Linked DNA regions of Mus musculus: region 1 is linked to region 2. The links are chromatin contacts, called in public Hi-C maps. All regions are on one chromosome and are shown on one strand. Each heading gives the region's core, a stretch centred on a gene start, on an enhancer-like site or on the middle of the called end of the contact. The rest is flanking DNA. Distances are from core to core; before and after follow the strand shown. Region 1 overlaps LOC102640985 (a long non-coding RNA gene). Region 2 has its middle 38 kb from the start of Gm52636.

Region 1 (4,796 bases), core at 387-2,886, 250 kb before region 2:
AGCATATTTTCAAAGATAATTGAGATAGACATCCTTTTACATTCTATACTCAGAAGTATTGGTTTTGAGACTATGAAGCTACAGCATGTTCTATTCAGTATCTCCAGCCTTAGAGGTCAATAGCAGCAGATGTTTAATGGATAACTTCTATGATGAATGAGATATAATTGTTGAATAGGATCATCTTTTCCTCTGAAGTGATATTTCCTAATGTTAAAGATAATTGTATACTCAAGTGTCAGGTTAGAGACCCCACACTTACAGGATCTAAATGAAATTAATGTATGATTTCCCACAAAGAACAAGCAGCACAAGCTGTGGAGATATTAATTTGCCATAATGAACTGAGTTACTGCTTGTTACCATTTGTAATCTTTGATCAGCAAGACTCCATAGCATACACCAAGAAAATAGTAAAAAAATAAAAATAAAAATAAAAAAAAATAAAATAAAATCAACAGATTTATAGAGATTTGCAATTTTTTCTACTTTTCTGTCTTTAATGGGTTCAATCATAATGCAACAAGATTTTGTTTGTATTAAATTGAAGCAATAAGTAATGCTAATCTATCAAAGTAACTAACAAAAAATGTCTCTTTTCTTCTGACAGCGACTTTGGAGGTATTGAACGCTGGGATAGCTCATGGAAAGAGATGGTGGCTCAGATTCTTAGTTCACTGGTGATTAAACATTCCCAAAAGAGACTGACAGATACAGAGAAAGCACATTTAAACCATTTATGGAGAACAGAGAGGCCTTATCATTTAGAGGGCCAAAAGAGAGACCGTGTAACACAGCTCTTCGTGGTATTTCATGTCTACAAAAAAAATCCCCGTGCTTTCTAGATTCTGTGTGGAGGGCCTGCTTGTCTGCTGTGGCTCTTCACGGTAGAGATGAGGTCAACTTGTCTCAGAGGCGATTGAGGTTAGAGGATATGATGGAGAATATGAAGTCGCTAGCTGCCTACATGCCAGGGAAGGGCTTAGTCATCAGGGAGAGGCAGCTGATCCCAGGCGACAGAAGCACTGTTACATGTCTCACAGCCAGCTGCAATTCAGCCAAGAGACAGAGCTTGGGGATTAATAGGACCCAAGAACTATCAGCTAAGATGGACTGGACCTCAGGCAGCCTGAATGAACTTGACACGCTTTATATGATTCTTCCCCAGCTTCCCATGGGTGGCCTTGAACTCACGACAAGCACTGTTCATCAAGCATCAGAAAGAAGAGATGACAGCAGGAAGAGTAGAACACACTTCCTTAATCCTTCAAAAGTGAGCTTTTGAAGAAAGCCAGCTCCATGGTTGACGTTCCTTCCGATATGACATGTACCGTGGAAGGAAAATAAAACCACATACAGACAAATATCTGTACCTTTGACATTTATTCAACTCTAAAGTTTAAGGGGATTTTTCTTCTCATTCTATGTACTACAATGGTATAATCAAACATGGGTGAGGATTTTTCCCTTACTGTGTGTATTGTAGGTGTCTGTATCTGAGAACTAACAATAGCTTCCAGCCACATATTAAAAAAACACCATGAATCATTGTGGCCAGACATCCTCAGAACCAGACCAGGAAAATAACAGTCCTGTGCCTGGGGCCTGTCTGAGGAGGGGAGGAAGGAGTTCTTAGTCTTCAGGGAGGGCATCCCTGAGTCATACCAACCCCAACAGAGATTGCAGCATTAAGGTCTTTGCTAAACAGCAGCCAGGGTAAATATGGAGAGTATAAACCTTGGAAAGGATGGAGAGTCAATAGGGAAACCTAGCATTCTGAGCCACACTGGAATTCCCATTCACCAACACAGCTGCTTGCCTGCCTGCCTGCCGCCGGCTTTCTACACAAGGCAGATGCAGGCCATAGAAGATGAGGAACTGACAAGCAATCCTGGTCATGTGGGTGTAGCAAGAGTGAATACCTTTTCCTAGCACAGTGGAACTCTCCAAAGGTAGCTTTAAGGTGCCCTGCCACGGAACCCCAGGGCATGGTCTCAGGTGAACTATTAAGGGCTAGAGTTGTGGGAGACTGGAGGGTTCAGATGGCGCCATTCCCTGCTATCACTGCAGAGAATTGTGAGGGGAATCTATAGAGCATCTCCTACCTGTGTTCATGCCAGTGACAGCACCGATGTCATTTCACAGCAGGTCTGCCTCGGATAGGGGCATATCAGTGTCTCCCATGGTACAGCAGTGGATTTCTGTTGCCCAAGGACCCCTGGCCCTGTTCCCTGCCTGTCTGCTGGTTATTGTCAGGTAAGAGCATGAGGTTTAAGTGTGTGGAAGGGACAGTGACAGAGATACCTAGGTCTTTCATTACATCATCTCATATGCATATTATGCACAGGCAGGAAGGACAGACTGAATTAGGTCTGAGGCTGCAATTTTATCTCGCACAGGATTGCATTTAAATAACAATAAATATTCATACCTTATGAAAATCCTGCAAGATGACATTCAGTGGTTGGAGGAGAGCATGCAAATGAGTGTGTCTGGAAAATGTGGCTGAAAAATGTAAATTCATTTTATTTTCATAGTAGCAACAAACTACTTATAGTGACTAGTATGGAACTTGATGAAAGCAATATAAGATAATTGCTAAGGAAGGCATAAAGAAACCTTGCTTTTACTAGTAGGTACATATTAGTACATAATTTGTCTCTGCTCTAGATCTAGTCACCATGAATCCTTTTAATAAATAGGACATTCTTCTCTTTATTTACACAGCATGCCATACCGAACGGATGTGAAATAACTTACCCAGAGATGAACAGCTAATAAGTGATGGATGTGGGAAAAACTTAGGTAAATAGCATGTCCAAGCCAGCCCTTATTCTACTGGGACTCCACTGCCACCAATGGAGGTGGCCAGTCAGATAGGCTTCACACTGAGTGTCTGCTTTGTTTATTGTAGCTAAAGGGATATGAAGGCATCCATTCAGCATGGGGATGCTAAACAGACATGTCAAATGTCTATGATCATTCCTTGTCAGTTAGCATCCTGATCCTTTACTTTAAAACTTAGAGAGCTGGTGCAGCCCTGGCTTCCCCGTGGCTCTCCTTTGTTTGTATGATGTGCTTTGGTGCCATGGAGACTGTGTCTGCCGACTGATGTTAGCACGCCATTACAAACATTGCCTGTTCTTGCTTTGCTTTGCCCAAGATGAAGAGTTGTGCTAGGCTTGTGTGGCACCCTGCCATCTGGACCCACTCAGGCTTCCTTTCTTGACACATGTTCACCAAGTGACTCACTTCCTCTTGGTGAGCTTCTGTACAGACTTTCCAGTGGCTCTGTCCATTTCCATTTGGAAGAGTAAATGACAAGAGAAGGAAGAGGGAGAATTCAGGACCAGGCACAGAAAGTGACCTTCGATTTTTTTTTTTTTTAATTTTGTAGATACTGGCAGAACTCTGAAAACAAGCATTAGCTGGGAGCTTTATTAAGATTTTCTCATTTTAGTTTTCCAGGATCTAAAACCGCAGATTACATTATCTGATACATATCTATACTCCTAGCCTCTTAAGCTTTGAAATTGAGGGAGTCTTGAGAATTAAATACTTGGTCTGGACTCAGTATTTGGTTGAATATTCCTGGTCTATTTATGATTTCTGTGGGTCTGCTTAAAACTACTTTATCATTAAGCTATGGCATACGTAAGTTTGATGTTTCCTATATATTATATACCTTAAATTTTACCAGTAAGGCACATGTTTTCTCTCATTGGTGCTGTAATCTATTCCATAGATTAATATCTGAGGACTTATTTGAATCTTAGCTTTTATACTTGTTTTGAATTTCGTTCCTATATATAATGATTTAAATGACTTAAGAGCTAGGTATTGGCTCATGCATATAATTTCAGCACTAAGGGAGCTGAGGCAGAAGGAATGGCATTGTCATAAGTATGGGGATAACCTGGGATACACAGCGGGTTCCAGAATAGCTTAGGCTATCAACTGAATCCTTTCTAAACGACCTCAATCAAGGCAAACAAACAGAAACTGTAAAATAACTTGAGCTTGATTGGCACCATTGCACAGCTGAGAACACCGGCCAAACAATAGTCTCTTATCCACACCCTGGAAGCTATTTCTTAGCAGATGAGAAAAGAGTAATGGGACAAAAGGGAGGATCTGTAGAGATGATTATTAATGTCATAGAAATCAAGAGATTTGGCTCAAGCACATTTTCTTCCCAAGACCCATTAAAAGCAGAAAAATGTAAACACGATATCTAACTCAACTTGAAATTTTAAGGCGCAACTATTCAAAATATATATCTAGCATACCCTAGGGTCTTAGACAAGCTAATGCTTTGCTAACTGGAGACCAAGTCTATGAGTGGACATATTGATTTCAATGATCAGCTCCATGTTATCCAACTCTGTTGAGGTTTGGATTCTTATATCAAGCATTAGCTCTTCTGTGGTCTTCATAAAAGCTAGAAATATCCAAATAGCAGCACGGACCTTGTTTTATTGACAAAGAAGGTGATGATATTTTCTGATGAATTTATTGGTCAGAGGTCATGCAAAGAGGTAGCTCAAAATATTTTAGCTTTTAGATGCTGCATGAATGTCCAAATCTCACAAAAGGAAGGTGAAGCCATGGCTGCCAGTGAATAATATGTATGATGACAACATGTATAAAAGTTGAACTGAAGAGACATTTTAAGTTTTATATTTACATTTCAGCACATATAGACAACACTTTGATATGTATTTATTAAAAAAAGGAAGGCATGCGGATTACATCCAGATTGTTGTGACTGGTGCTACTGTTTGGGTCATGGGACC
Region 2 (4,917 bases), core at 2,400-4,899:
TTATTTCTAGACTTTCTAGTTTCATAAGCCACTCTTGAATTTCTCTTCTTCTAGCCAGAAATTCACATTTCCCTCCAAATCAAGTGGGAAGAGAATTTACTTTTTGACCTGAGTTTCTTACAGCTCAGAAGTTAAATGGTGTTGATTAGCTGCTAGTGAAACTTTTTCCTGTTTTGTTTTGTTTTTTTTTTGTTTGTTTGTTTTTTTGAGGCAGGGTTTTTCTGCATAGCCCTGGCTGTCCTGGAACTCACTCTGTAGACCAGGCTGGCCTTGAACTCAGGAATCCGCCTGCCTCTGCCTCCCAGGTGCTGGGATTAAAGGCGTGCGACACCACTGCCCAGCTCTAGTGAAACTTTTTATTGTCTGCCTTTGAGAGCCATTTCAAAATATGGCTGATTCACATTGCCCCTAATATCCAAAATATGATTTCGGTAATTGACAATCTAAGCAGAAGTAAAATATTTACGTGTATTATAACTTGATCAAAGTGTTCTGACATCCAACATTGATGAAAAAAGTTAAACTCAAAGCAATGAGTGCAAGTACTCTTGTTCACAGTCAACATTTATCTCAATGAAGATAATGTAACACACTCTGTGATACACACAGGTAATAATGAACATTTATTATCATACAGATTAAATCATACGAAGGTTACCATACTTAGAAGATAAGAAGCAGACCTATATAGACATAACACACGACTGTCTCTGTGCTTTGGCCATGAAGTTTTCAATATGGAAAGTAATTGAGAAGATCTTGGTTAAATACAAAGGGCCCAATCGACATTTTAAAAAGTCCCATTCATATTATCATATGTTCTTTCAATCTGCCAGTTTCTCAGTTGATAAAGAAGTTGGCTTCGACCTACAGGGTTGCAGATCCCTTTAGCTCCTTGGGTATTTTCTCTAGCTCCTCCATTGGGGGCCCTGTGATACATCCATTAGCTGACTGTGAGCATCCACTTCTGTGTTTGATAGGCCCCGGCATAGTCTCACAAGAGACAGCTATATCAGGGTCCTTTCAGCAAAATTTTGCTAGTGTATGCAATGGTGTCAGCGTTTGGAAGCTGATTATGGGGTGGATCCCTGGATATGGCAATCTTTTGTCTCAGCTCCAAGCTCATTATGAACTAACCAGTACCCAGAGCTCTTGACTCTAGCTGCATATGTATCAAAAGATGGCCTAGTCGGCCATCACTGGAAAGAGAGGCCCATTGGACTTGCAAACTTTATATGCCCCAGTACGGGGGAACGCCAGAGCCAAAAAGTGGGAGTGGGTGGGTAGGGAAGTGGGGGGGGGGGATATGGGGGACTTTTGGAATAGCATTGGAAATGTAATTGAGGAAAAAACCTAATTAAAAAAAAAAGAAATACACCTCAGACATAAAGACAGACATTATCTCAATATAAAGGGTTGAAAAGTTTTCCTAGCAAAGGGACCCAAGACTCAAGCTGGAGTAGCCATGCTAATATCTAATAAAATAGACTTTCAGCCAAATTAATCAAAAGAGACAGGGAAGTACACTTCATATTTATCCAAGGAGAATTCTACCAGCTTATCAATTATCAACATATATGCCCTAAACACAAGGACACCCACTTTCATAACAGCAACATTTCTAAAGCTTAAATTGCACAATGAAGCTCATACATTCATAGTGGGGGACTTTAATACTCCACTCTTAGCAATTATCAGGACATCCAGACACAAACTAAACAGAGAAAAAAATGAAACACTTAGACGTGAATCAGATGTGCCTAGCAGACATATATGGAATATTTCACCCAAACACAGATCCTTCTCCAAATTGATGATATAGTCTATCACAAAGCCTCAACAGATACATGAAAATTGAAAGAACCCCTTCCATCTTATCATACCACCATGGATTAAAGCTGGACTTCAATAACAGAAACACTGGGAATCTACACACTCTTGGGAATTGAAAGGCTCTCAACCAGATGAAGGGAAGAAATAAAGAAAGCAAAAAAAAAAAAAAAAAAAAAAAAAAAAAAAAAGAAAGAAAGAAAGAAAAAGAAAAGAAGTAGACTTCTTATCTGTGTATTTAATGTTCTTTCTCTATCTTGTTTGTCCCAAATGCCCTGTTTCAGGACACATGGTAACAATTCGCTGATGATATTCATGGAACCCGAGGGAGGTAGGTAAGAAGTCTATGGTTGATACTCTAAGCATCTTCAGCCTTATGGCTGAACCGCAGAGGACATTTGCTCACATATCATTGGCCAGAGGAAGTCATGTGGTTGACAGTACCGATGGAAACAAGAAACCACAATCCTGCAGGGATTTTGAAACTAATGAAGAATGTAGGTATATTACTCTTAGGACTTCAGTGCTGGAACCCTAAATTAGGCCTGGAGGATGATATGAGGTCCACCACAGAATTTACACGTTGAATGACTTGTGGTCAAACCCTCAATGAAGGTCTAGAAGAGGTCTGTCAGTATTTACAGAGTTGGAATCTAGTAAAGGCAGTGGAATGCTGTGTGGGATGAGGAGGGGCTTATCCTGCTAATGTTTTGGTGGACTAAATTTTCCACGGAAAACAGCTTTTGTGGTGTGAAGGATAGTATAAACCAAAGTCTGGGATCAGAACCAGAATAAAATAATGATGTCCCATGGAGCCAAATCAGTGGGTGACTTTAGCTTTATATTGTTTACCCTAAATTGTCAACTGGATCTTGATTCTCTCAAAATGAAGTGGAGAAAAAATAATACAAACTGGCTTCCAAATTTGAAAGGCTTATTGGTGCTTTTTTTGTTTGTTTGTTTGGTTTGGTTTGTTTCCTATTAGTTTTTCTCTTAGTCTAGATGTATGGTCTCAGGATGCTGCATGCTGAGAGTCAGGACCTAAAGACATTTAATTTTGGGACCACCCCCTCAAGATAAGAACAATTTTTAATGCATGTTAAAAATTTTCAAGAAATATGTTCTGAGTAATAAAAAAGTAAACCGAACTCCTGTTGAGACATGCATACAGAAAATACGTTTTAGAATTTGAACATTGCATTAACTCTTTTTTTTTTAATTAGTTTTATTTATATGTACTTGTGTGAGACGGCAAAACTTTGTGTCCCACGTAAATGTAAGAGGCTGTGAAGGCCAGAGAAAGGAGCATGTTCCCCTGCAACTAGAGTTATAAGTAGTTGTGGGCTACCACATGGGTTCTGATAACTGAAGCTAAGTCCTCTGCAAGGCAAGAATGTGTCCTTAACCACTGAGCTATCTCTCCAGAACCATTGATGTACCTTTAAAAGTATTTTTGATTTAAAAGATTTGATGTAATGGGTTAGAAAACCAGCCTCTATATATATATATATATATATATATATATATATATATATATATATATATATATATATAATATATATATTCTCTTTGTCTTTCTTCTTTCTTACCACACAGGTATATTTGTCTTTGGTTTAATTCCATATCTTAAAGAATTTTGTGCTTAGTTTAAAATAAAAGTCTGAAAGGTCATTGCCAGTGGTAGGTATCATTTTCAGATTGCATCTGAAGTCACTCCATCTTTCCGTTAAACTTCATTCCAGTGTGCATGCATGAGAAGTGCAATGTAATTATTTAAACAGAGACAAAGAGACTTCTGTTCATAGTTGCAGGCAGTATTGGCTCACAGCCATAGCTCTGGGCTGAGTGATGCGTGTCAGGCAGATAAGAGGTAGAGAACACCACCAAATGCCATTTAGGAAGCAATTCCTGAGGCCACAGCAGCAACTTCAGACACACAGCATTCCTTAGGGGACAATAATTGATTTGAACTGACACACAAGTAATTTAGGACTAAAAGCAAATAAAAGAATCTGTGGATCTTTTTGTTGTTGTTGTTGATGATGATGTTATTTTTGTTTTTTGTTTTCCTTCTGAGGAAATGAATTTCATAAAATGAATGACAATAGGAATGGAAATTAGGAGAGATCCAGAGGATTTGTTGACTGCCCACTCCTAAGAGTTTAATTACTTACTGACTAGTTAAATTAGGGATCTTTACCTTGATGCTCATTCACTTAGCTCATTTTCCTGCTGCGTATAGTTTTAAAGTTGTTAGTAAAAGACAGGAAGTAAAGATGATTCTGTTTCCAGTTAGAAGGACTGGACTTGAGTATTACTGTAATGATCAGACAGGCTCTTGTAATTAAATAGCACATAAAAAAAATCTAGTTGGGTTGGATTTGTTTCTTCAACAGAGCAAGAAATATTGTTACATTTGAACTTTTTGTCATTTTGAGGCACATTCTGTAAGAAAAACTACATTATACAGGAAATATGTCTGTGTTAATTAAAAAACACTTTAGCATCTACTAATTTCAAATGCTCCCTGGATTGCTATCGTCCAATATTCTCAGATTTTTAACAAACTACCTCCTGATGTGGGATATGTTTGGTTAATTTAAAATTTCTTGTATTAACCTTGCATACACTTTGAGTATCATCCTTTTCATATAATGTTTAAAACAAGTTATTAATAATGTTATTATGTAGCTTATTATTTTCTCATTAATATAATTGTTATTGTATCATATCATTATAGATTATTATATATTGTATGTTACTATATTGTTATGCAGCCACCTATAAAGCATGATCCAAACAAATATATACAACACAAAAATAATTTCATTAAAAATATATAAGGACAATTCAAGGGCTAATGACTTTTAAGCCTGAAGATTCTGTTTCTGGATACTGAGTCTCTATTAGGTAGTAAAAATCCAGTGAGATTACAAATGGTTGATCATTAAAGAAATACAATCAGTATATTAACAAGTCAAGCTATACAGAGTTGGTTTGCTCTTCCTGTCTCTCATGCATGTTTCCAGAAAACAGCTGTCTGCAGCAGAGCATAAATCTTCAACTCCAGAACAAGTCAACTCATGC

Evidence for each region. A called contact is a pair of places that touch in the nucleus more often than the background predicts.
Region 1: a contact with region 2 is called in a Hi-C map of the N1E-115 cell line, with 2.9 times the contacts expected there. The contact joins two enhancer-like sites. A contact is called at or near these places in 2 of 39 promoter capture datasets (both in the 3T3-L1 cell line) and 4 of 484 Hi-C or Micro-C datasets (the N1E-115 cell line, cerebral cortex, myocytes and 1 more).

What each region holds. Positions count from the first base shown.
Region 1 is chr3:81,914,576-81,919,371 of GRCm38.p6, reverse strand. LOC102640985 (a long non-coding RNA gene) reads left to right here. Exons shown (of 3, transcript XR_375741.2): 2 at 1,169-2,256; 3 at 2,728-2,783. Among named protein-coding and RNA genes, the nearest start is that of Ctso, 16 kb to the left of the region's middle. Within about 2 kb of position 1,636, at least 64 of the 459 cell types and tissues checked have an H3K27ac peak or open chromatin away from gene starts, as enhancers often do. A contact at or near this core is called in the N1E-115 cell line, where this site is marked.
Region 2 is chr3:81,665,208-81,670,124 of GRCm38.p6, reverse strand. No RefSeq gene overlaps it. Among named protein-coding and RNA genes, the nearest start is that of Gm52636, 38 kb to the right of the region's middle. Within about 2 kb of position 3,649, at least 6 of the 459 cell types and tissues checked have an H3K27ac peak or open chromatin away from gene starts, as enhancers often do. A contact at or near this core is called in the N1E-115 cell line, where this site is marked.